Linked DNA regions of Mus musculus: all the other regions are linked to region 1. Evidence: chromatin contacts called from public HiChIP or PLAC-seq, Micro-C and promoter capture Hi-C data. All regions are on one chromosome and are shown on one strand. The core of a region is the stretch at or near the end of the contact, and the rest is flanking DNA. Distances in the headings are between cores, read along the strand shown.

Region 1 (2,932 bases), core at 39-2,538:
TGTCCTCAAACTCTCAGCCCTCCTGCCTGAGCCATCACCTGAGAGCCACGTATATGTCACCAAATCAGGCCGAGGTTTAGGGTGTTTAAGGCCACTGCCAAACTGTGAACTTAAAACAGCCTTACTCCGGAGCATTGATGGATCTAATTGCTGGGGCACAGCATCCTTCTCACAGAATCTAGCAACTTGGAGATGGGGTTGAGTGAGGATAAAGTAGTTGCAGGTTGCACTGCATTTTTACACATCATTCCAATTTGTTGAAGCACTCTGATCCACACTAGGCACAGAGGATGTGAGATAACCATGACACCCCGCTTCCATCCCCCAATTTAGCCTTTCTAATCAACTCACTCATCACCCTAGCCTGGGAGGTACCACAGAATGAGCAGATTAAGGAAAACCAGAAGGCAAATTTCCCAAAGGTGACATTCACTGACGGCAATTCCGCAGTAGACCGCGTGTCTCAGGCCCCTGTCCTCAGGGTGTAAAGTACTCGCCCCTGCGCGCTGAGTGGCACTCAGGTGACTCATTAAACTTCTCCAGGTGAACGGAAGACAGGAATCGGTCCAGGTGGGGCAAAACAGCACGGATAACGTTTTCAGAGTCAGGCGCTGCCTCAAGCACTGGGGTTGTGCTGGAGCGGGACGCTGTCCCACCGTTTTGGCCTAATTCAGAGCCCGGGACACAGGACGACTTTACAAGAACTTTTGAGTATCTTGATTTCAAATAGAGAAGGATCACGAAAGGAGATCCGCGGTCAGAAGGATTAAAAAGTTCTTAAGGACATGAAAACTTTCGCAAAAGTTTTCCAGGAAAAGGCGGCCGCGCCTAACAGAAGTAGCCGAGGAGGCCGCCGCCCCGGGAACCGGAGGGGACGATGAGTCCCTGCGGCTGCAGCGGGGGAGAGGGCGCGAGGCGGGCCGCCGCATGAGGTCACTTGGCACCCAACCAGCAGCAGCTGCGCCGCGGAGAGAGGCGGTGTCAGGCTCCGGCTCCAGGGACCTTCCCCGCCCACCCCCTGAGGGGCGTGGCTTCGGGGGGACCTCCCGGCCAATCCGCGCTGCCCAGCCTAGGCCGCGCCCCCAGCGCCCTCCAGGCTCCCTAGTGGTCGGTCCGTGGAAGCTAGAGCGCTCCGCTGTCTTCCTCGCCTGAGGCCACGCCCCCAGCTGTGGCCCGCCCATTTCCCCCCCACCCCTGCAGGATCCTGGCCACTGCTCCGCCCACGCCCCGCCCATAGGGCTCCGCCCAGCGGTTTGAAGCGGCCGGGACCGCAACCCCCTCAGAGTCGCGCGCGAGGCGTGAGGCGGTGCTGAGGATCTGAGGCCACGGGCAGCCAGACGCCGGGACTGTCCAGCGAACGAGCAAGCCAGCGAGTGAGCGAGCGGCGGGAACCCGCAGCCACAGCAGCCCCGGAGCCACAGCCGCAGCCGCCGTCCGCGGAGCCCAGCCCAACCGGCCATGGCGCTGTCGATGCCCCTGAACGGGCTGAAGGAGGAGGACAAAGAGCCCCTCATCGAGCTCTTCGTCAAGGTGAGCGCTCACCGTCCCGAGCGACGCGGGCTGACGTCCCCGCACCCCGAAGCGCCCCCACGCGGCATCCCCGCAGCCCGAGGCGGCGCCGTACCTCCCGCGCTCATTCCCATTGTCTGGGCTCCGCGCCTTCCCGCCTCGCAGCGGGACCTTGGCGGACCCTGCGGGCGCGGCGACAGGGAGGCGACTCCGCAGGGCGGGACGCGCCTCAGCTGCGCCGCGTGGGTACTGTCACCCTCCTCGCCGTGTCCGACCCCACCCCGCCGCGAGCCCCAGCCTCGGGCCGCGGGGCTGATAGCTCACCCAACTTACTGGAACGCTAGCGCCTGGCCCGGGTGAAACTGAAACTTTAACTTTGATACAATGTTAAATAAAGTAAAGGGGAGGAGGGACCCGGGAGCCGTAAACCCAGCAGTTGGGAAAAGTGGTCTAGGGAAGATCCCGAGTTCAGAGCCAGCCTTGGCTGCTTAGTAAACCCAGGGCAAGCCTGGGATAGGAGGGACCCTCATCCCAGCCCTCCTCCCGCATGGGGGAGGGGAGAATTTTTTTAATGCGGGCGTGGTGACTCGGCTATGACCCAGCAGTAGAGGCTTGAGGAGTCCCTCGAGTTCGAGGCCAGCCTGGGTTACAAATGTGAGCCTCCGGACACACACCCAAAACCCAGGCAACTAACTGCAAAGAAGAAGAAAAAAAAAAAAAAAGGAAAAGAAAAGAAAAAGCGAAAAGAAGGGTGGATGCCCCAAGGCTTCCGGAAAATACAGAGATTCCCGACTTGGGTTTTCCTGTCCGGTGTTTTACCACCATCTGGTTTTCTTGTTTCTCTAGCGCGCCTGTTTTCACATGATGCAACCTTTTGGCCGCTTTCGTTTGCTGTTGCCACCTCGGCAGGCAAGCCCGTTTGGTTTGAAAGAAAACCTGAATTCTCCGCTCTCTCGGGCTTAAAAAGGTTCATTCCTCTCGCCCTCCTCAGTTTGTAAACCCTGGAGCTGCCTTCTTCGCCTAGAAACGCTTCTCTGACTGCTCTCCGCGCCTCTCCCTTTTGGGGCGTAGCGAAGGAGGGAAAAGTTAACGCAACAAACATCTGGGTCCCCTGCTTTACTGAGCCTCCTTGGAAACCCTGACGTTCGTTCTGTTAGCCACTAAATATCCAGGCTTAGGTCGAAACTGGCAACACTAGAAGTCCAACAGGCATCCAGTACTAAAGTCTGCCCTTTCTTAGTTTTAATTTGAAAGAGCGGAAATTATCGAAGGATGTGTTCCAGAGATGGAAGGCAGAAATCTGCAGGGTGGTAACAATGTTTGCCTTAGTGTTTTCTGTTAGTTGCTGGTTTTAGAACTTTTTTTTTTTTTTGGTCTAGAGCATCGGCTCTCAACTGGGGGTCAAGACCCCTTTGAAAGATCA
Region 2 (3,025 bases), core at 385-2,884, 600 kb before region 1:
GCACTAGATAAGTGTGGGCAAGATGAATGCTTTAAATTAAATATCCACTGGCTATGGTGGCGGATGCTGTTAGTGCCAGGACTAGGGAGGAAGAGGAAGGCCTCTCTGTAAGGGCTTACGGTTAGTGCCAGGACTAGAGAGGAAGAGGCAGGCCTCTCTGTAAGGGCTTACGGAGGACCTGTCACCCTCTTTTGGCCTCCCAGGACACTGCAAGCATGCGATGCACAAACCAAACAAAATCAGACAGGCAGACGGTGATATTTCGAAGAAGGAATTCTTTTTTACACATGGTCCAGAGTTTGGAGCTCTTGTGGACTGGTAGCTATTAATGAGCTAGAGACAGTGCTAAGACATGGTGAATGCCGGAACCATGCTCTCCCAAAGGGCAGCCTGACGCTGACCTTGTAGGAGAGAGCAGGCTCAGCCAGGTGGCAGGACACAGGCAGGCTTCATGGCACCCAAGCTTTCCGACAATGTGGGTAATGGTGTCCTCTATGTCAAGCACCTTTTAGGCACAGAGAAGAAGGGCACATGAGCCCAGGCTCTTGAAACTCACTGTAGCATTATGCTTTGAAGTGTGGCACCACTGAGATGTCCTGAATCCAAGAACACTGGAAATCAGAATAGCACCTTGCCCTTAAAATTGCTGAGACTGGAATGAGATGACATAAGCAAAAGTCTAGCATGAGGTAGGGAGCAGATAAAACACCCTAGATGCATTTGGACAGGCTTGCAGAATTCTGGACCAACTTAATTCTGGACAGCAATGGCTATATAGATAGATGTGTGAGTGTGTGTGTCTTATTTGCATCACAATTTGGAGCCAATGAAACGTTTTTGTTTTGCTGAGATGGGGGTTTTGCTATGTACTCCAAACTGACCTCAAAACTGAGAAGCTGTGATTACAGGCCTGAATGAGGCAAGACACCTGGCACATTTACCCCCAGAATTATTCACTGAAATTGGTGTTCACCCTTGAAATGTTGACTCTAGGATACACGTTTTTCTTTTTCTCTTAAACAAAAGATATCTCTCCTTTCTTTCCCGAACCTTGCTGTCATTCTTGAGCGGTATATTTCTTTTCTCTAGTTTTCCCACTTTCGAAACAAGACCAAAAAATGTGTAGGGATCCAGCAAGTGCTGTGTATAGAAAAAGCAGGCCCTGATAGTAGTGACAGTCTCAGGTACCGAGAAAAAAGTGAAGCTAGATCAGAGGAGACATAAAAAAGGAAGGTGGTCATGTGCAGAAATAGTTGCCGGGCTCTGGGTGGGGTGAATATGACCCACGGCAGCTCTGGGGCTGGCCCAGTGACCGCAGGACAGAAAGGGCCAGGAACAAAGACGGGCGCCGCGCAGAGGTCTGGTCACGGAAGTAAAGTACGGGCCCCGCTGCCAGAGGCCAGCAGAAGAGCAGCTGCCCTCCGCCAGCCGGGGAAAGTCCAGCAGCGCGGCTCCCGAAGCGGGCCAGTTATTCCCGACATGCTCCTCCCGCAGGATTTCAAACCATGACAACAGCCACCCCGCACTCCCCCCCCCCCCCGCGTGCCCCAGCAACAGGCGGTGGCTGGCGTCTCATTGGCCGCGGGACGCGCTGCCGCGTCCTCATTGGCTGCACAGTCTCCGGTCCTCTTCCGCGCTTGCAGCGGCCTCCATTTTGTCGGGAAAGGCAGTAGGAGGTTGGTCCCCAGACGGAGTTGTGATCCGTGACTCGTTCGTGGGCTGTTAGATCCGTGCATCGTTTCTCCCTGTAGAGGGAAGGAGGCTTGGAGGTCGAGAGGGAGCCGCCGCCGCCGCCGCTCGAAGTCGGTGAGTGTGGCGGGGGCGGCCATGTTGGCCATCGCGGGCACCATTGTTGGGCCTGGCTGAAGAGGAAGTGAGGCCGGTCGGGTGCGACCGACTCCCTGGGAGCGGAGCCGCGGGCTGAGGCTGCGAGCTTGCAGGTTCACTGTGCGGGTGACTGCGAGTGCGGGCCTTCTGACTTACAAAGTCGGAGGCTTCTCAGCCTTGTGAGGGTGTTTGCTAATTAGAACAGAGAAACCTTTCCCCTTAGAGGCGTGATCTTTAGGAATGTAAGGTTATTATGGTTTGTGAAAAATTATGGCACCCGTTACCGGAGTCATAGGCGAAATCACGATGCGCGCTGTTGGGAACAGAACCTTGATGTGGAAATGGCTGTGCGGGTCCTAGTTTCACTTTAAAACGGGTAAGAGTTGCAGGTAAGCCCCCAAGAGTTGTAAGCTGATATTTATGAGGTCAAAGAAAGTCGTGGTCTCATACATCATCTATGAAGCTTTGAGGAAGCAGCGACAGCCATTTCTGTAGAATGTCTAAAAGATCACTTTTTGGGGTTATTTTCAAGTAATTCTCTTTCCTTTTCTAGCTAGGACTTCTCTCAAACTTGTGTGCTGAGGAGACTCGATGTGGACCTCAGCTCCTAGGCTGAAATCAGCAGACTGGCTCATGAAAACTTGTGTACTGAGACAAAGGAAAGGATCTAGCAGAAAGCAACGTCTCTTATCCTGGGCTTGGCAGCAAGGAAGAGGACAAGTAGTGGAAATCCTTCAATCTGAAAAGCAAACTGAAAGGTATAAAGATTCCCATCACAGTGGGGCCAATTATCTTAGGAGTGAAGCAATTCTAAACTATTAAGGTCAGCGGCCATGCATGGCGATGCTGCAGTATTATGTGCCTGTAATTCCAGCACTCCAGAGTTTGGGGCAAGACTGCTTAAAGTTGGAGGCCAGTCTGGTATAGGAGACCCCACCAGCCACGGGTGGCTTTCGGTGTGTGGGGTTATTTCTTTTAGCTTGTACAAAGAATGAAAGAAGAGCTTGCTTTAATTTTTTTCTTCTTTCAATTTCACAAACTGGTATCTAGCTCACGACTTTAGTTTTTTGAGGTAGATGGTTTTGAAGTCGAGCCTAATGCCATCTTGTCATATTTTCTTCAACACTTCTAGAACTGGAACTATGGAAACATCACAAGGAACATGTGGAATTTATTGTTTACATGTATTTACTTACAG
Region 3 (3,373 bases), core at 424-2,923, 780 kb after region 1:
GCCATGGAGGACCCCAAGTGGCATTGCTTAGAGGCTCCATCAGTCACCTACAGTAGCTACTTTCCCATGTTTCTGCATAACTTCCACCCCCATTGCATCTGGTGATCCAGGCCCAGAGGAACGATAATGCCGACATTTGTCTAAAACTAACTCCAGAAGCAAGGCTCCAGGCAACTTCTGGGCACCCAGTGTGGGTAAACGTAGACGGGACAAGCTCTGGCAGGCTTTCGGGTCTCTCAGCAACCAGGTCGCCTCCCCCTTTGCAAACCAATTCTCCAATTCAGCTCAACCAATTTAAAGAAAAGGCTACCTCCGCGTCTTCCAGGACTGAACAAGAAACTATTGGTGTTTCACACTGCATTGTGGGTCTCCATTTGTACTCAGTAACGTGATCAGAATGGAAATGTTAAGGACATTTTCCCCCAAAGTTCAGACACTCCCACGGTTCCAAGGAGTACCCTGAAAGGGAAGATCTTCATCATGGTGTCCCCGGGTACCCAACAAGAACAGTCAGCTTGGGGAATCCACCAAGCCTCCTCTCAGTGCATAGCCTGAGGCAGCCTAAGGGGCTTCAGGGGCTGCTAGGAGGAAATCCCCCAGGTTAAGGCTGAGGGTGGTGGTGGGGCCTTGTCTCTTTTCCTATCTAGGGCAATCTGGCTTTCCTGACGCTAGGGAAGGGATCCAATATTCTGGCCTGGTAGCCCTCCCACCTCTCTAAAGCTTTCCTTGGGGGTTCCCCCACAAGGATCTGCAAAACATACCACACACACACACACACACACACACACACACACACACACACACACACACACACACACTTCCACCCCTGCTCCTTCTTGTCCCATTATAACCTCGCTCCTAGAATGCAGCACATAGCCTGTGAGGTTGGTTGTTCCTGCCCAGGGTGTGATCCTGCTGCACAGGCTGTCTCCCATGCCTAACTTCTGCAGACGACACTGAATTATTCTCCCCATTCCACAAGCCACAAGCTCATAGGCTTTACTCCAGCCCTGGTCCTCCTTCTCCATGGCATGCTACCTCTGGTCCTCCCATAATCCTTCTGCTCTCCCCACTCCCTTACAGTGACCCCCCCACTGCTCCTCCGGGGGTGGGGTGACCTCAAACGTTTCTTCTTCCGGTCCCCTCCTTGAGGCTAATTCCCTTGGTGACCTCTCCTCACCCCTACCGGGAGGTGCTCCCCTACATAACTGTCCGGCTGTCAGGGTCCTGCTGTCTTCGGCCTCGCCCCATCTTCTGCCACCTGCCCACTTCCGCCACTGGGCACCGCACGCATGCAGCTAGGAGCACACCCCCAACCCGCGTGCCGGGGGAGCACTTCTCTACTCCCAGCCCAGCCCAGCCCGGCCCGGCCCCGGGATCTCCAGGAGCAGTCTCACCTGTGGTCAGAGCAGAGCTAGGAGCTGTCTGCTGCGTCCCCCGCGCTGGAGTCGCAGATAAAGGGGTAGCGGCCACGCCCCAAGCCCGGAGGGCGGCGCTGGGCACCGGGAGCTCAGCCGCCTCCGCCAGTCTGCAGCTTCTCGCCTGGCGTTATGCAAGCTCAGACTGCAGGAGGGGTCACTCCACGACGCATCCCGGGACTTCCTGCGGCCACAGTACAGTCTGAAAATAGAAGGCCCAGAGAACCTAGGCTCAGATAAGAGGCTGCAGACTCCTGCAGAGTTTACCCACTTCCCCAAAGCGCAAGCTTCGCTCTGTGATAGTTGCAAGAGAGTCGGATGAGTGTCCCAAGAGCTCTGAGGCAAGCTTGAGCTCAGCACATACCGCTCATGCCTCACAGGGCTACTGTAGTCCAGATGTCGCTCTCCCTGGGGAGCTGCGTCCCAAACTGGGCTCTCTGGCTTATCAAAGTCTCATCCCGTGATCTCTGACATTTTCCCTGTCCTGATTTGTCTAGATCTCTGTCAGAACAACCACTCCTGGTTGTCACATCTTCCAGGTATGGGACCAGCAGAGAAGGTGAACAGCCCAGTGGGTTTTTATAGGCAGGGTATGCCTCCAATAAATACTTTCTTACAGTGCCTCATGTGCCTGCCCCTTCTGTGGTGTTCATACCTAACAAAAATGGAGTACCAGACCGGGTCTTGAGTAAAGAGGCCTGATTGGTAGAGGCTAGGGCCCTGTCCTTTACTGAGCTTTTGAGTCTAGAGCCCTGACACATTAACAGGATTGAAGCCTGTTGCTACCCCAGCTCACCCTGCGACCTTGGACAAACCTTGCTCTTTTGGGCCTCAGTGTTATAGAGATGGCAGTACCACTTGACAAGGTGTTTAGGTCAAACGGTGGACATGAAGGTCTTTGGAAACTGCAAAATTTCCCTCTGTACTGTGATGAGCATATTATCTTAAGAGAATTGTATGTGAGAGACTGGCCTCTCATTCAACAAATTCAGACAAACGCCCACATTTCCTGAATCCATGGGGCAAGCCGACAGGCCTGCCATCCCGTGCCTACTACTCTGGAGACTGAGGCAGGAGGATTATTTGAAGCCAGGAGTTCAAGGGCAGCCTGGGCAACATATGGTGACTGTGTCCTGATAGGATGAATAAAAATGAGAGACTTTGCAGACAGTGGTGGCAGCGGTGGCACACGCCTTTGATCCCAGCACTCAGGAGCCAGAGGCAGAGGCAAGGGATCTCTGGGTTCTGGGCCAGCCTACTCTATGGAGCTAGTTCCAGGAAAGCCAGCGCTAAACAAAGACATCCCATCTTAAACAAAACAAAACAAAACAAAACAAAACAAACAGTAAGGACTTAGAAGAAGCCTCGGACTCAGCTTCTATTTTTGGCAGGAAGGTCAAGCTCTCACTGCTTTGATTCTTTGTTTCCGGTTGGTTTGGCTTTTGTCAGAGGTGGTATGTTTTTTGTTCATTTGTATGTTTTTAAAGGCAGAGTCTCACCCAGCTCCTGCTTGGAGCTCACAAGTGAAGCAGAGGCTGAGGTCTCCGGCATACACCACCACATCCTGTCCCCTCTTGGTTTGTTTTCAAATCCACGGTTTATATGTAATGTTCTTGGCCTGTGGCAAGCGGTGAGCCAAGCAGTTGCCATGACGACCTCTCTTGATCTAAACCATCCCCTGAAACAGGTTCTGTGTCTACCACTCTACACAGTGGGGAAGCGAGCTCTGAGCAGCCATGGGGCCTTCTCTATGACCTTCTTCAAACCTCGAAAGTTCCTTTGAGGTGAATGTGGTGGCCACTGTTTTATGGGTAGAAAAGTCGAGGCCTAGAGCCGGGAAAGGTGCATCCAGGCTCAGGCGGCTGTAGCTATGTCCGGTTCCGGCTCTGGGAAGTGACTCAGGAGGTTTGCCTGCAAGAGAGAAGTCGTTTGGCCATGACCCTCTGAGAGCCCAG
Region 4 (3,003 bases), core at 161-2,660, 580 kb before region 1:
TTTGTTTTAAGGCAGGTCTCATTCTAGTCAAGTTGGTTTGGAACCCAATTTCCAGCATTAAGCATTCCCATCACATCCCCGCTTACGCTAAAATTGTTCAACAGGGTCAGCCATTAAAAATCTGAAATAAAACCATCACAGTATCTACATACTTCATACTTAAGTATTAAAACGACAAAATGGAAAAATTTTTAAGTCGTTAATTAACCACTTTTGTTTTATGCGTAATGACAAAGAGGATACAAAACTCCACAAAACAAGAAAAACCCAAAACCTCAGTTTTTCTTCGGAGTTTATTTTGTACGAACACGAAGAGTAATCCTGTGATAAAAATCTCTTCTGAAAAATTCCGAAGGCAATTCAAAGCAAAGGACAAGCTGTGAAAACAAAGCCCTTTACCAGGCGAGACTCGAACTCCCAGACCCGTCTTCTGAGTGCTGGGGCTACGCCCGGAGACAAGGCGGACTTTTATTAAAAGTACCGCCTCCGTTCACCCAAGTTAATCACGAAGGTCCCTAACGGGAGCGGTCTCTCCAGCACCTCGTTTTCAAAGAGATTTCCGCGAAAACACGTGGATCACTCCATTTAACCGAAAAATTGTTACACTCGCCCCAATCTCCACGACTCCTCTCCCCCACAGCAATCTCGAATCCACTCATCACCATCCACACAGATGGGGGAGATGGAGCTGCAAACCCTCCCCTCCGCTATCCCGTTATCCCACTCGCATCTTTTCCATCTTCTGACTTCGTAGCCCGAGCTGACCTCCGACTCGCGCCGATCCTCCCGCCTCGGCTTCCCCGAGTGCTGGCCTGGGCCGCCCCGCCTGGCAACCCTTTTCCCGTTTTCAACAACAAAAATCCCTTTCAGGCCGAGGGGGGCGTGCACCTCATGGAACGTGGACGTCGGATCCATGAGGGACACACACGTCCGGCCCGCCGGCTCGGCCCAGCCGCCGAGCACGCGGGGGAGGACGGGGCCCCCGAATGCCCGCCACGCGGCCCTCACGCCTGCTCGCTCGCCAGCGCTCGGCCCGGTGTCCGCCCTTGCTCCTGCAGGCCGGCGGCGCGGCCTAGAGCCGGCGCGGGCCCCGCCATCTTCGCCCCGCCCCTCCCCCGCGCCACGGCCGCCGCTCGCCGGGCGCCCGCGGCCTCCCTCCCCCGCGCAGTAGCTGCTCCGGTGCGCTCACCTGGTGTCGTCCGCCACGTTCCTGACGAACAGAGACGTGTTAGGGGGGCGCAGGTATCGGGACATGGTGGCGGCGGGACTCTGGGCCGGCGGCGCTAACGGGCTCGGGCAAACCGTCCGCAGCTCCGGCGGCGGCTCACATCCACTCACACCACACTCGCACAGACCCAGAGGGCTCCGCTACGGCAACTGCCTCTTCTCGCGAGACTTGGCTCCCGCCTCCAGGCCCCCTCCCACCTCCCGCCCCGCAGCACCGGCGGAGGGGGACAACGGCTTTTTCCCGCGAGATCTCTGGGCGTGCGCGCGCCGCCGGCCTGACGCGCGCACCGCGGCCTCGCTGCCGTTCATTGGCTCCAGGCGCGGGCTCCTCCCCTCCCCCTCTTTCTTTCTTTAGCGCTGCGCTTTCCCGCCCTTTCCCGCCCGGCCGAGCCCGCCATCCCTCCTCCTCTCGGCGAGCGCTCGGGTTAAACTACCATGACCGGGCTCGGGAGCCTCGGAGCCAGCTAGAGGCTGCTCCGGAATCCGCTGTTCGGAGTTGCGCCTGGGCTTCTTATCAGATCTCTGGCCAGAGAGAGGAACTTAGAGATTCTTTGTGGGGTTTGGGGGAGGGGCAGAGCTTTCGGCGTGCCGTGCGTGCAACTCTCTGCCTTTGCTGCACATCCGCGTCACCTAGGCACGCAATTCCCTCCCCGTGAGACCCGGGCCCTGCTGTCCTTGTCTCTGTTGCTCACATGCAAGGTGCCTGAACCCCTTTTCCAGCCTTGAAGAGGTGGTGTTTGTCTCTTTGTTGTTTTCTGGGGATCCAATCTAGGTCCTTGGATTTGCTAGCCAAGTTTCTTCCCACAGACCTGCCTGCACCCTAAGACAGACACTGCCCACTCACCCCGGCCCATCGTCCCCCTCTTGCTCCAGTCCCCCTCCAACTTTCAGTCCTCATCATGGGACTCCCCAGCTACAAAAAAACCTTGGCTAGCTGGTTTGCTTTTCTCCCTCTCCTTTTTTCTCCTCTCTTCTCCCTCCCCTCCCTCTCTCTAGCGCCTCCTCCCCTCTATTCCCCACGTTGAGGGAGCGGGCTCAGTGCTTTGTTACTAGTTCCCTCTTTGGCCTCCTAGGGCACCCATACACAAGTGGGCAATACACTTAGATTTTTATTATTGTTTTTGTGTGTGTGGTTTTTTGTTTGTTTGTTTGTTTGCTTGCTTTTCGAGACAGGGTTTCTCTGTACAGCCCTGGCTGTCCTGGAACTCACTTTGTAGACCAGGCTGGCCTCGAACTCAGAAATCCACCTGCCTGTGCCTCCCAAGTGCTGGGATCAAAGGCGTGCGCCACCACTGCCCAGCGCCCTGTTTTTAAATATGGCTTATATGCGTTAATATCTACGGAGTTCAAACTTATGAGTGAGAAGATGCACACATCACTTCCCTCACATACATCACACAGTCTCTGGTAAACATGAGGACTGCGGAGAGAATGAGAGTATGACCAAGAAGAAAAGCAAGAAGTCCAACACCCCTTGACCACCAGGCTTTTGGGCACGTTGTGCAATTTACCAAACAGCAGCTCTGCCAAAGGAGTGGTGTGAAGGAGGCTGTACCGAAGGCCTTCAGGAAAGTACTGCCCGCTGGGAATGCGTCTTCAGTATTTTGTTTGAATCTTTGCTTTATTGCAAGATGGTATAATTGATTTAAATTATAATTTGGTCATCTGGGTGGGGGAATAAGTTGCTGCAAATCTTTTTGTTCGAAAGCGACTAGAGAGGTGGCTCAGCGGTTAAGAGCACGCGCTGCTCTTCCAGAGCACGGACCTGAGTTCAGT
Region 5 (3,350 bases), core at 695-3,194, 870 kb before region 1:
GCATGAAGTTAATGGAGGCAGTTTATTTAAATACGAAATAGTTCATCCCCACACTTGACCCCGAGCCGCCAGGAAGGTTCGCCCAATCATTTGCGGCATCCATCTAAGAGCTGCTGCCAAGTTTCAAGGAATTGAAGAAATAAAAAGATTCGGTCTCAGACTTGCCGGCTGTAGGAGAGGCTCCTGTAATTGAGAGTAGGATCATAGATCCTTGCTTTCAACCTCCAATGTTTTTGGGGATTCCCAACCCCAGCCCTTCCTACTAACCAAGCCACCCTAGCCCTCAGCTTCAGCTGGGAACTTTCTCGTCCCTAAAAGGGTATGCAAATCTGCCCGCCCCAAGCTCCTAGGAGGTGGCGCAAGATGTCATACACAAAGTGTTCAAAAATGGTTTATTATGCAAAATGTTAACTTTTATAAAAAGTTTAATATACATCACATGATTACAGAAAGTCACCTTCCTGTAAAAAAGGTACAAAAGCTATATACTCTATTATAGAGTTCATAATCAGGGCAGCAGAGCTTTTCTCCAAGGAAACCAGAAGAACAGCTCTTATGCTGCCTTGGCAGAGTGCGCAGGGCAGCCACTCGCATCCCCCCACACCCTCTCGACACCCCATTCTCGGAAAAGCCAGTCTTTTAGACTTGAGTCAGGGTGGGGACAGAGTGACGTTGCCCAGCTGCTGACCAGCGTGTGCTAGCTCTTCAGGCCACCCAAGTTCAGTCCTTCTCTCGGGCTCCAGGTCCAGCCTCGAGGCGTTGAGTTCAGGGTAAGTGAAGAGGGCTGGGTTAAGATCGAAGCTCATCCATGCCCTCAGGCTTCCGGCTGGAGAGAGGGTCCCAGAGTCCCAGGGTCCCAAGCGGAACGGGCGCCAGCACCTGCGTTCTGGGCGGGGGAGGAGAGAAGAGCGAGGGAGCCGTCAGTTTCCGCCGAGCGCGCCCAGGCGGAGGATGCCGCAGACTGGCCGGCGCCAGGGAGGAAACTCGGTCTCTACCTCCAGCTGATAACTCCGCTCCCCACACTGCCTCCACCCAGTTGGCGCCAAAGGACCACAGGCGGAGTCACCACTCCCCCTCCCGCTTAGAAATAACACTAGTGGAAAGGGGGGAGGGCTTCCTTTACTCCAAGGCTCATTTGGTGCGACCCGCGCGCCCACTTGCCCTGGGCTCTGGCCACCCGGGATGAGAAGGGACAGCGTGTCTAAGGAATGCACGTGATATTGACATAGGTTCTGTCGTTTATTCTAACTGATTATAGATAAGGCTTTTGCCTTTCAGTGGCTTGGCTTTTTCCCTAAACCGACTGAACCCTAAGCCTTACAATGTTCTGTCAAAGGCAGGATTTCCCATGCAAGCCTCCCTCCTCGCCCGCGCCAGGAGAAAGCTTACCGGGAGGTGCCAGGACGACCGGGTCAGTGGCAAAAGCTCCTCTTGTCCTTGGAGATCACAAGTTCCGGAGTGAGCTCAGCTGTCTGTGAAAGAAGGTTAGGAGACGAGTTAGCCAAGGGACTCGGGGACGCGATAGGGAAGACCCGCAGCATCCCTGCCCGCACGCTCAGAGCAGCCTGGTCTGGCTCCCTCTCGCACCTGGATCGGGAGATGCGGACCGTCCGGGGGTCCAGGCGCCGGCTCTGCCAGGACCACCTGAAGGTCGAGGATGTAGTCTATGACACGCTGCAGGATTTCCACCTGGCTAAGCTGAGTGCCTCGCGGGACTCCCGGCACCAGTTCCCGCAGGCGCGAGTAGCAGTGGTTCATGTCGTCCAAGAGGCTAAGAGGCTCCTCGGTCGACGGGCTCTTACCGCGGCCTCGCGCAATGGCCAGGCTACGTTCCGACAGGCAGCACACCGCCTCGTAGCAGCCGCGCACCGGGCTCAGCGCCTTCATGTTGGAGAGTAGAGATAGAGAGGGAGGAAAAGAGACACCTAAAGCAGCAAACAGTGCGCGCACGCCTGCAGCGGCCGACTCTTATAGAGTCCTCTCTAGGACACACCCCCTTATTCAAAACAGACCGCCAAGGGTCCACCCCCGCCCGCCCTGGGCACCGCCTCCCCGGTCCTGGGCGTTCACAGTGGGTTTAAATTGCTAACAGGCTTCCTTAGGCTGGTCTGACGCCGAGGACAGCGGAGCCTCGGATGCGAGGAATGAGGAAGCGCTGATACCGAGGAGAGGCGGGGCTCTTGAGCCAGCACAGATTTGAAAAAAAAAAAAAAATCACTTAAAACCATTAACTTTTAAGAATATGCCTTTTCTGGAGGCGCCCAAGTTCTCTGAGGTCCCCTCCCCCCAATACTGGTTCGAACCCACAGCTCTGAGGTCATAAATCCCTTGAACAACTAAAGATCTCTCTCTCCTCTCTCTCTCAAGAATTTTCAAGGGAAACTTGTAAGGAATTAGTGCCGCCTTGTTCCCCAATTTGCTGCTCGTCTGACCTCCAGACTCACTGGCGTCAGGAATTATCTTGTGACCAGAGGGGGAAAAAATTAATTGCGGTGAAGCTGAGGTTACAATGAAGAAAACAGATTTGGGCTAGGCGCTGAGATTGCAGAAGAAGGAGGGAAAGGGAGGTCTAAGCAGAGAACACTATTTATTTGAGCACCAGGGGAAAGAGGATAAGAGCAGTCTGGACCCAGTCCTTTTCCACGGAGAAAGAAAAAGCATGGACCGTTTCCACCGAGAACTCCTTTAGGAACTAAATGTATGCCCGGTTGTGCTTTGGAAGTGAATTTGATTAGGATTTTGGACAAGGTTTCAAATATGGGGGTGCTTGCTGCATAAACCCTTTTAGAAGGTCCCCTCCACGGGCATACATAGAACCAAATGGGTCAGCTGTCTAGCGTTTGCTTCCTCGTTCTGCACAGCCTCCCTCCCTTTGCACACTTTGCACACTCTGTAGAAAACAATAACAATTTCATCGCCGCGTTGTCTGTCCCTTTCTGTTGTGGAAGGGCAGCCACCTGGACATGATTATTCCTCGTCCTGCTGAAGTAGCCCCAGCCACCCATCTGAGAGAGCAGGAGAGCAGCCAGCAGGCAGGCAATCCCATATTGCAAAAGGACAGTGCACTCTATTCTTTGCCTGGCTCTGCTTCCCAGACCCCGAAGCCTCAGCAGTTCCAAAATTCTGGTTTCCATCTTGGGAGAGAACAGGTGGGGTTTTGCAGCCACGAGATTGCTTTCTTAATCAATCAGCCTGGTAAATATTTATGGAGTTGCTTCACATGAAACAGAGGCTCCTGCTCTCAAGAATCTCACAATGTCTGGGGACAAGATTAACACAGGAAACAATTAAGTGTTCAGTAGTGTGTGGCACTGATCAACAGGACAATGGGACCTCTGAGCTGGGACAGT
Region 6 (2,970 bases), core at 433-2,932, 800 kb after region 1:
TCATTATGTGAAAATCAAGAAACATCATTAAAATATCAATCTAGAAACACTGGGACATATTGAGATATTTTCATTGAGTAACGCTGGCAGCAGAAAATCAAATTAAATGATATTCTTCAAAGAAAGAAAATCTTGGAATATCAAAACTCAGGGGTTCAATCACAAGGTTGAAGAATTCCGTCCCTTAATGTTTTTGTCCTGCCCAACATAAGATATTCCAGATTCAACCCAACAATGAGATCGGAGCCATCTTAATTCTGTCTACAACTCATTGTGCAATTGAAATACCCACCCCTGCTTTGTCTGTGTCTGCCACGGTGAATAACACCCAAGCTGGCAGCCAATGATATTCAAGTCCTATTGTTCCTAGGGTTTAAGCTACTAGCCTCACAGTGAGAAAATGAAGTTGTATGAACCTCTAGGTTTCTTTTGAGGGCAGGGTCTACTTAATCCAGGCTGGCTGTAAAATTACAATCCTCTTGCCTCAGCCTCCTCAGGGTAGAGGGGTGGGGTTTAGCCCACTGGGTTAACACTTAACATTTGCAAAGCCCTGGGTTCCATGTTCGATGCATACATGGGCGGGGGGGGGGGGCAGCTTCTGAGTGTTGAGATTACAGACAAGCGCCACCACACCCGCCTGAGGTTTGTCACATTTGATGCCTTATGTCGCAAACATTTTTTTCAACAGTTCTCGAGTATTTTTTTTAAAAAGATCACCATTCTTTTAGCCCCGAAGCGTATGACTAAAGGTTCCAAACACTAGACACTGCAAAAACGAAGCAACGAAAAAAAATGCATTTATCTGTAGCAGAGCACCCAACGCAGCAGACTACACAGCATGGGCGTGGTCCTGGCCCAGGCGGGCAGGCTGGCGGCCCGGGCCAATCAGAACACGCCCTACGCTCCGGCCCCTGGCCCCGCCCCTCGGCTCCCCGCGCCTTTTCGAATCTCCGCGAACCTCTCCACGCTCGGGAGCCCGCGCGCGTGGGCAGCGACAGAATGGGCGGGGCCAACGGTCCTCCGGGGTGGCCCCGCCCCTCTCGGGCTGGCAGCGCGCGGCCGTCTGCCCCCCAACTCCCGCCAAAAACACCTCGCGGACACGCAGCCCTGGGGTGGCTGTAGAGGGCTCGGTCGCACGGCCTTCACCCACTGACGGAGTGCCCAGAGCTGTCCGGGACCACCGCCCCGAAGCCCCGGGAGACCGGGCGGGCGCCGCCCCTCAGCAGCACGAGCGCCCCCAGCCTCGCTCTCCTTCAGACAATGGGGACCCCCCGAACAGCCGCGCCCGCCGGGCGGTAGATGCAGAGGACGGCTCACGCCTCCTATTGTCTCCACGCTCGCACCCGGGCTAAAGCCCAGCGCTGGCCGCGCCCCCTCCCCTCCAGCCCGCATCTCCAGGGAATAGGGACAAAAGCCAAGGCTCCGCCCGAGCTCCACACAAAAGACCAACGCCCCCCACCCGCTGGGGCTCGGGGTCTCCGCCCATCTCCTGTGCCCGGCTGGGGGACCCGCCGCGTTCCCGGCTGCTCCCCAGCCCGCCGTAGCCTCCGCCTAAGCCAAGCCTGCACCCACCTGCTCGGTCCGAGCCGCCTGGCCACACTCTGAGCACCAACAGACCTGGGCGCGCACAAAAGCGCCAAACAGCGGCACGTGACCCAGACCAGGCGCTCCGCATTGGCTGCGGGTGACGGCACGTGCCAGTCCCGCCCCGAAGCCTGGAGAGCACCGCCTCTCTGGAGAGAAGCATTTCGGGAATTGTAGTCCGGGCCAGGGGGGCAGGAGGACAATGCTAGGGGTGGGGCACTCCTGGTGGGGGGTCTCTCTAGGTGTTAGCCGGGACTAGCGTGGGTGGGTGGGGTGTCTCTGATCGGAAGAGCATTTGGCTGCGGCCGCAGGACTGAATCGGTTATGGGACTCTCTTTAGGAAAACTGCAGGGCGAGGTGAGGAGCAGGGGAGGGGTCGGTCCTAACCTACTTCTTTTAGACCTCGACCGACTGGACTCTACCTCTACCCAGCCATAGGAGTTTATTTGGCTCCCTAAGCAATATCCCTTTTGATGCCATACCCCTCCCGGTCGCCTAAAACGCCCGAAACCCTGTGACAAGATAGTGCCACTCCACGCCCCTGCACGATCCTCTACCCTCGGTGTCCTATCACGGACACACGGCAGCTTGTCACCTGTAGCGCAACAACGCAGTCCCTAACCCATTTCCTACTGGCAGATTACGGGCGTGGTTCTTCCCTTGGCCACTTGCATTCTACCCTTCAGCCTCCCGAGCTGGAAACACTGGGATCTAGGCAGGACAGCGGGAGGCTCTGGAATCTGATCTTGGGTTTAACAAAGCCACTAAGCTTAAAGGCAGACTCCATCTGGACTGCTAAAGCCTTGCGGTGACAGGAAAGGGAAGGGAAGAGCGATGGCAGTTCTAGATACACTTTGCTCCTTTTGTTCTGAAAGCACGTGCTCCCTAGAGCGGGGCTGGGCTCACTTTGAGAATGTAAACAAAAGGAGCCACAAGGTCACGGTTCCCTCTGGCCGGGATAAAGCAAAACTATAGCAGAGACACAAAGGAAATTAGCGTGACCCTGTCTGTCTAAGAACCTCTTCTCTCTGCTGACCAAAGCTGTGTCCCCACGAGGTGGTCATTTCCCCAAAGCACCTGCTCAGAAACTCTTCATTGGGTTTACCATTTTATTAATGGATTTGGTCTCTCAAAAGCCAACCCATACATACAACAGCTTCTGTGGAAACAATCCTAATTTTAAAACAATCCTACATCTGCTTAACCAAGAGGGAAGCACCCGAGATAAAATACAATAGGCATACAGGACAGTGAAAACTGTATTGTGCAGACAACGTACAAAGCAAGCAATTGGCAAAGTACAGTTGTCTGGAATATGCTTATAGAGGCATATTTTCCAGCAATTGCCCTTGCGTGGGGTCAGTCTCCCTCTGCCCCCGCCCCAGC
Region 7 (3,196 bases), core at 429-2,928, 740 kb after region 1:
CCCCAATTATTTATCTTATGGGGAGCAGTGCAAAATGAAGTACACACACACACATACACACAAACCCATAAGAAACGTTTAAATGGTCAGATGCCACACAGTGGTGGTGAAAGAAAGATGAAATTTCAAGACCTGTAAGTCATATAAAGTACTCAGAAATTGCTGGTTGTTTGTGAGCCTAGAGGCTGTCTGGGGCTGAGAAAAGAGAAAAACAAACCTGGGTATTCCCCGTAGTTAAAACACTCCTGGGAACATCTTGACCATAAGATAAAGAGGAATGTGAGGACATAACAGGGCTATCTGAACTGAGTCAACAACTCACAGAACTCTGACACCCTGCACGTACATGTAATTTTTCTCCTGATGTTTGAATAAGCCAATAGTGTGTTGCTATGCTGAATTCCACACCCCTAAGCCCCTTACCCCATAAAAACCCCTAGCTTTCCAGCCTCGTGGCCGACATCCGTTATCTCCTGTGTGGGATGCATGTCGGTCCGGAGCTCCGTAATTAAACGACCTCATTTAATTCCATCAAGATGGTCCTTCGTGATTTTTTGGGTGCACACCGAATCGGGAATTGAGTGGGGGTTTCCCCACTAGGTTCTATCAGTGGCTTTGTCGCTGATAGACTATCTGACAGTGATACCCAACAATCAAAAAGGAGCTGAGAAATTCCAGCTATCTATCTTGGCATGTGCCCTACCGGTGTTTAGAAGTAAATGTCTACAATTGTGATACAACTTCCCTGGGATTTAGCACAGTTGCAACTGTGCAGGTTTTTGTAGCCTGGAGCAATAGGCTTTACCAATTCACCTAGGATGTAGTATATTCTGTAGGTGTGTGTACGTACTCACTCTATAATGTTTGTGTAACTCAGTCACCTAAGGACACGTTTCCCAAAGAGTACCCGTTCTTCAGCAACATATAACTGTAATTTCCAGAGGACAACAATAGAGAAATAAAGCATGTATGGGTGTAGTAAGGCAGGTCTGGGCATAATGCCCATTGTGACTGCACAAAGCTGTCCACCCACGAATCCAAAAGATTTGTCCCTGGCAGGTGGGGATTATAGGCTTTGGGAGAACTGGTGAGTCAGGCAAAGCCACGTGCAGAGAAGAAAGTGTATGCCCATTAACTGGATGCCATGGAGACCGGTAGAAAGAGCGACCTTGAGAGCTTTGGTGTCTCCGAGTGCCATCAATCCACCCATCTCATTAACAGACTGAACTATGCTGCACACGTGTGTACGTGTATGAGCGTGTGTGAGACAGAGAACTTTAAAATAGAAGACAGCTATTCCGAAGCACTGGAGGGCATGCCTGAAAGGCGAAAGCAGCCATTTTTGCTGGGGGATGTATCTGGGGGAGCATGAAATGGGACGAGGGTCCAGACTAGATAGGAAAGGCTGAAATGCCAAGATGAGAGGATTCGGAGATCTGCAGCAGGAGTATGGACTATTTCCAGTGCTGAGCAGCAACACTGGCAGACTACCGCTTCCCAGAAGTTTGTTGACACTAAACACGGGAAGCAACTCCTACGGCAGCAACTAAACTTGGGAGGAAAACTCCAGCGGGATGCGCGCACAGACTTCGTGCCCTCCCCCGGAGGGGTGAGGGCGTGGCCCGGGGAGGGGTGTGGCCTCCTGGCCGGTCTGCCGTCCACTCAGAGCCCGCGTCCATTCCGGGCCCCTCTCTAGGCCCGCCTCTCCTGGGCGTGGTGCTCGCCGCGCAGCTGCAAATGATTGCTTCCGGAGGCGGGTCAGCGGAAGTGAGGGACTTCGAGGCCGGGCCGCCCGCTGGGGTAGGAGGGGCTGAGGTGAGTGTGGCGCTGGAGTCCGGGCTAAGCCCGATGCGGGGTCCCACAGGAGACGGGCTCGGTGAGCGCCCTGGGCCGTCGCCGGCGTCTCCGTCCCGGCGCAGGGGAGCACGCGTTCCCTGTTCCCGTGCAAGTTCTCGCGGGAGTCGCCGCTGTCTGCCCCCCTCGGTGAGGGCACTGGTCCCCAGGCGTAGTTGCTGGCCGTGTCACCCAGCGGTTGGGGTCGCCCCAGCCGTTGGAGCGCGGTACGCCCCGGGCCGCGCGGCGTATCTGGGACCTACGCCGGCCTGGAGGCTACTGAGCGGCCCGGCCCGGCCCGCGGGTCCAAGGGCCGCTGGACGCGCGGTAGGAACTTGGCCGACCTTGGCCCGGGCCGGGTCGCCGTCGCGGGGGTGGGGACCCGTCGTTGAGGGCGCAGGGGGCTGCATCTTGCTGGCCACCGGCGCCTCGTGAGACCCTCGCGCGCTCTGCCCGGGTGTCCGCCGGGCACCGCTGGGCTAAAGTTTCTCCCTGGCCCAGGACCTGCCGGGTCGAGGCGCTCTCGGAGCAGAGAGGGTCTGCCGAGAGTGGCCGCACGGGAAGACGCGGGCACGGCCAGCGCAGAAGGAGCTGCGGCAGCGCCGATGTGCGGAGGGAGAGCCGGGGCTGCGGAACCGGCTAGAGCGTCTAGCGGGCACGCGGGGGGCGGGGCCTCGAAGCCAAGTTAGTGTCGCCTACAGCGGTTTCTTAAAAGCAAGCCAAGTGCTTACAGCGGCTGCCGGAGGCCGGGATATGGGCCGTTCGGTTACTTCCATTTCTGTTTTGAGCACCCTCGGAAGGCGATCCAGGCTGCCACGGAGTGAACTGCGAACCCCAGGCTGCCAGGGACAGAGTGATGGATGAGCTGGGTGCTGAGGGACTGAGATAAGCTGGATAAGTTGGGTCCCACAGAGGCAGTGGTATAGACTGGGGCACAGATAGGTGTGTTGGGAGCTGGTAGCCCGGTAGTAGCATGGCCCCAGCAGAAGACTAGGGAGTGAGTATGGTCGCAGATCGTGTACTTGCCAAACTGTATTAGAGCTTGGTCTTAAGAGAGCTGGAAGATGGGGTATATCCTGCTGGCAGGACTGTGGAGTCTAGAAGAGAGTTGAAAGATTTAAACACCAGAGTAATAGAACCGGCAGCTTGTTAAACCCGAGGTTTAGATTCGGTTGGAGTCTTTGGAGATGAAGCAGGACAGGAGAGGGCGTAATGGCAGGAGTAGCACAGTTAAGTGGCCTTTAGCAAGAAGTCTGGCACACAGGGACTTTGTAGGCTTGAACATGGCTGCACATATCAGAACCTGGACCAGACTTTAGACACTGTCCACTGAACAGCCATTTGGTGACTGGCTAGACAAGTT

The links. Promoter capture Hi-C pulls out the DNA fragments that hold promoters and counts their contacts. A called contact is a pair of places that touch in the nucleus more often than the background predicts. HiChIP or PLAC-seq counts read pairs in DNA pulled down with a chosen protein or histone mark. Capture Hi-C pulls out chosen DNA fragments and counts their contacts.
Region 2: a contact with region 1 is called in a promoter capture Hi-C map of liver, with 5 times the contacts expected there. The contact joins the promoter of Pnrc2 here to the promoter of Clic4 in region 1. A contact is called at or near these places in 3 of 39 promoter capture datasets (liver and pre-B cells), 1 of 484 Hi-C or Micro-C datasets (CD4 T cells) and 1 of 115 datasets of contacts at active chromatin or transcription factors (effector CD8 T cells).
Region 3: a contact with region 1 is called in a FOXA1 HiChIP or PLAC-seq map of pancreatic cancer cells. The contact joins the promoter of Paqr7 here to the promoter of Clic4 in region 1. A contact is called at or near these places in 2 of 115 datasets of contacts at active chromatin or transcription factors (embryonic stem cells and pancreatic cancer cells).
Region 4: an HNF4G HiChIP or PLAC-seq map of pancreatic cancer cells shows a contact between it and region 1. The contact joins the promoter of Srsf10 here to the promoter of Clic4 in region 1. A contact is called at or near these places in 2 of 484 Hi-C or Micro-C datasets (both in embryonic stem cells) and 3 of 115 datasets of contacts at active chromatin or transcription factors (effector CD8 T cells, embryonic stem cells and pancreatic cancer cells).
Region 5: a promoter capture Hi-C map of pre-B cells shows a contact between it and region 1, with 2.5 times the contacts expected there. The contact joins the promoter of Id3 here to the promoter of Clic4 in region 1. A contact is called at or near these places in 1 of 39 promoter capture datasets (pre-B cells), 1 of 115 datasets of contacts at active chromatin or transcription factors (extraembryonic endoderm stem cells) and 1 of 9 other capture datasets (adipose tissue).
Region 6: a Micro-C map of embryonic stem cells shows a contact between it and region 1, with 7 times the contacts expected there. The contact joins the promoter of Stmn1 here to the promoter of Clic4 in region 1. A contact is called at or near these places in 1 of 39 promoter capture datasets (liver), 1 of 484 Hi-C or Micro-C datasets (embryonic stem cells), 1 of 115 datasets of contacts at active chromatin or transcription factors (pancreatic cancer cells) and 1 of 9 other capture datasets (liver).
Region 7: a contact with region 1 is called in a promoter capture Hi-C map of liver, with 2.7 times the contacts expected there. The contact joins the promoter of Mtfr1l here to the promoter of Clic4 in region 1. A contact is called at or near these places in 1 of 39 promoter capture datasets (stem cell-derived epiblast-like cells), 1 of 115 datasets of contacts at active chromatin or transcription factors (astrocytes) and 1 of 9 other capture datasets (liver).

The regions. Positions count from the first base shown.
Region 1 is chr4:135,271,116-135,274,047 of GRCm38.p6, reverse strand. Clic4 (chloride intracellular channel 4 (mitochondrial)) reads left to right here and starts at 1,288. Exons shown (of 6, transcript NM_013885.2): 1 at 1,288-1,530. The coding sequence starts at 1,459.
Region 2 is chr4:135,872,455-135,875,479 of GRCm38.p6, reverse strand. Pnrc2 (proline-rich nuclear receptor coactivator 2) reads left to right here and starts at 1,634. Exons shown (of 3, transcript NM_026383.3): 1 at 1,634-1,806; 2 at 2,381-2,585.
Region 3 is chr4:134,495,061-134,498,433 of GRCm38.p6, reverse strand. It overlaps Paqr7 (progestin and adipoQ receptor family member VII), which reads right to left and starts at 1,673. Exons shown (of 2, transcript NM_027995.3): 1 at 1,398-1,673.
Region 4 is chr4:135,854,478-135,857,480 of GRCm38.p6, reverse strand. It overlaps Srsf10 (serine and arginine-rich splicing factor 10), which reads right to left and starts at 1,410. Exons shown (of 6, transcript NM_001080387.2): 1 at 1,190-1,410. The coding sequence starts at 1,254.
Region 5 is chr4:136,142,416-136,145,765 of GRCm38.p6, reverse strand. It overlaps Id3 (inhibitor of DNA binding 3), which reads right to left and starts at 1,944. Exons shown (of 3, transcript NM_008321.2): 1 at 1,588-1,944; 2 at 1,390-1,472; 3 at 374-886. The coding sequence starts at 1,887. The coding sequence ends at 1,413.
Region 6 is chr4:134,467,032-134,470,001 of GRCm38.p6, reverse strand. It overlaps Stmn1 (stathmin 1), which reads right to left and starts at 1,682. Exons shown (of 5, transcript NM_019641.4): 1 at 1,573-1,682.
Region 7 is chr4:134,533,869-134,537,064 of GRCm38.p6, reverse strand. Mtfr1l (mitochondrial fission regulator 1-like) reads left to right here and starts at 1,678. Exons shown (of 7, transcript NM_029759.4): 1 at 1,678-1,815.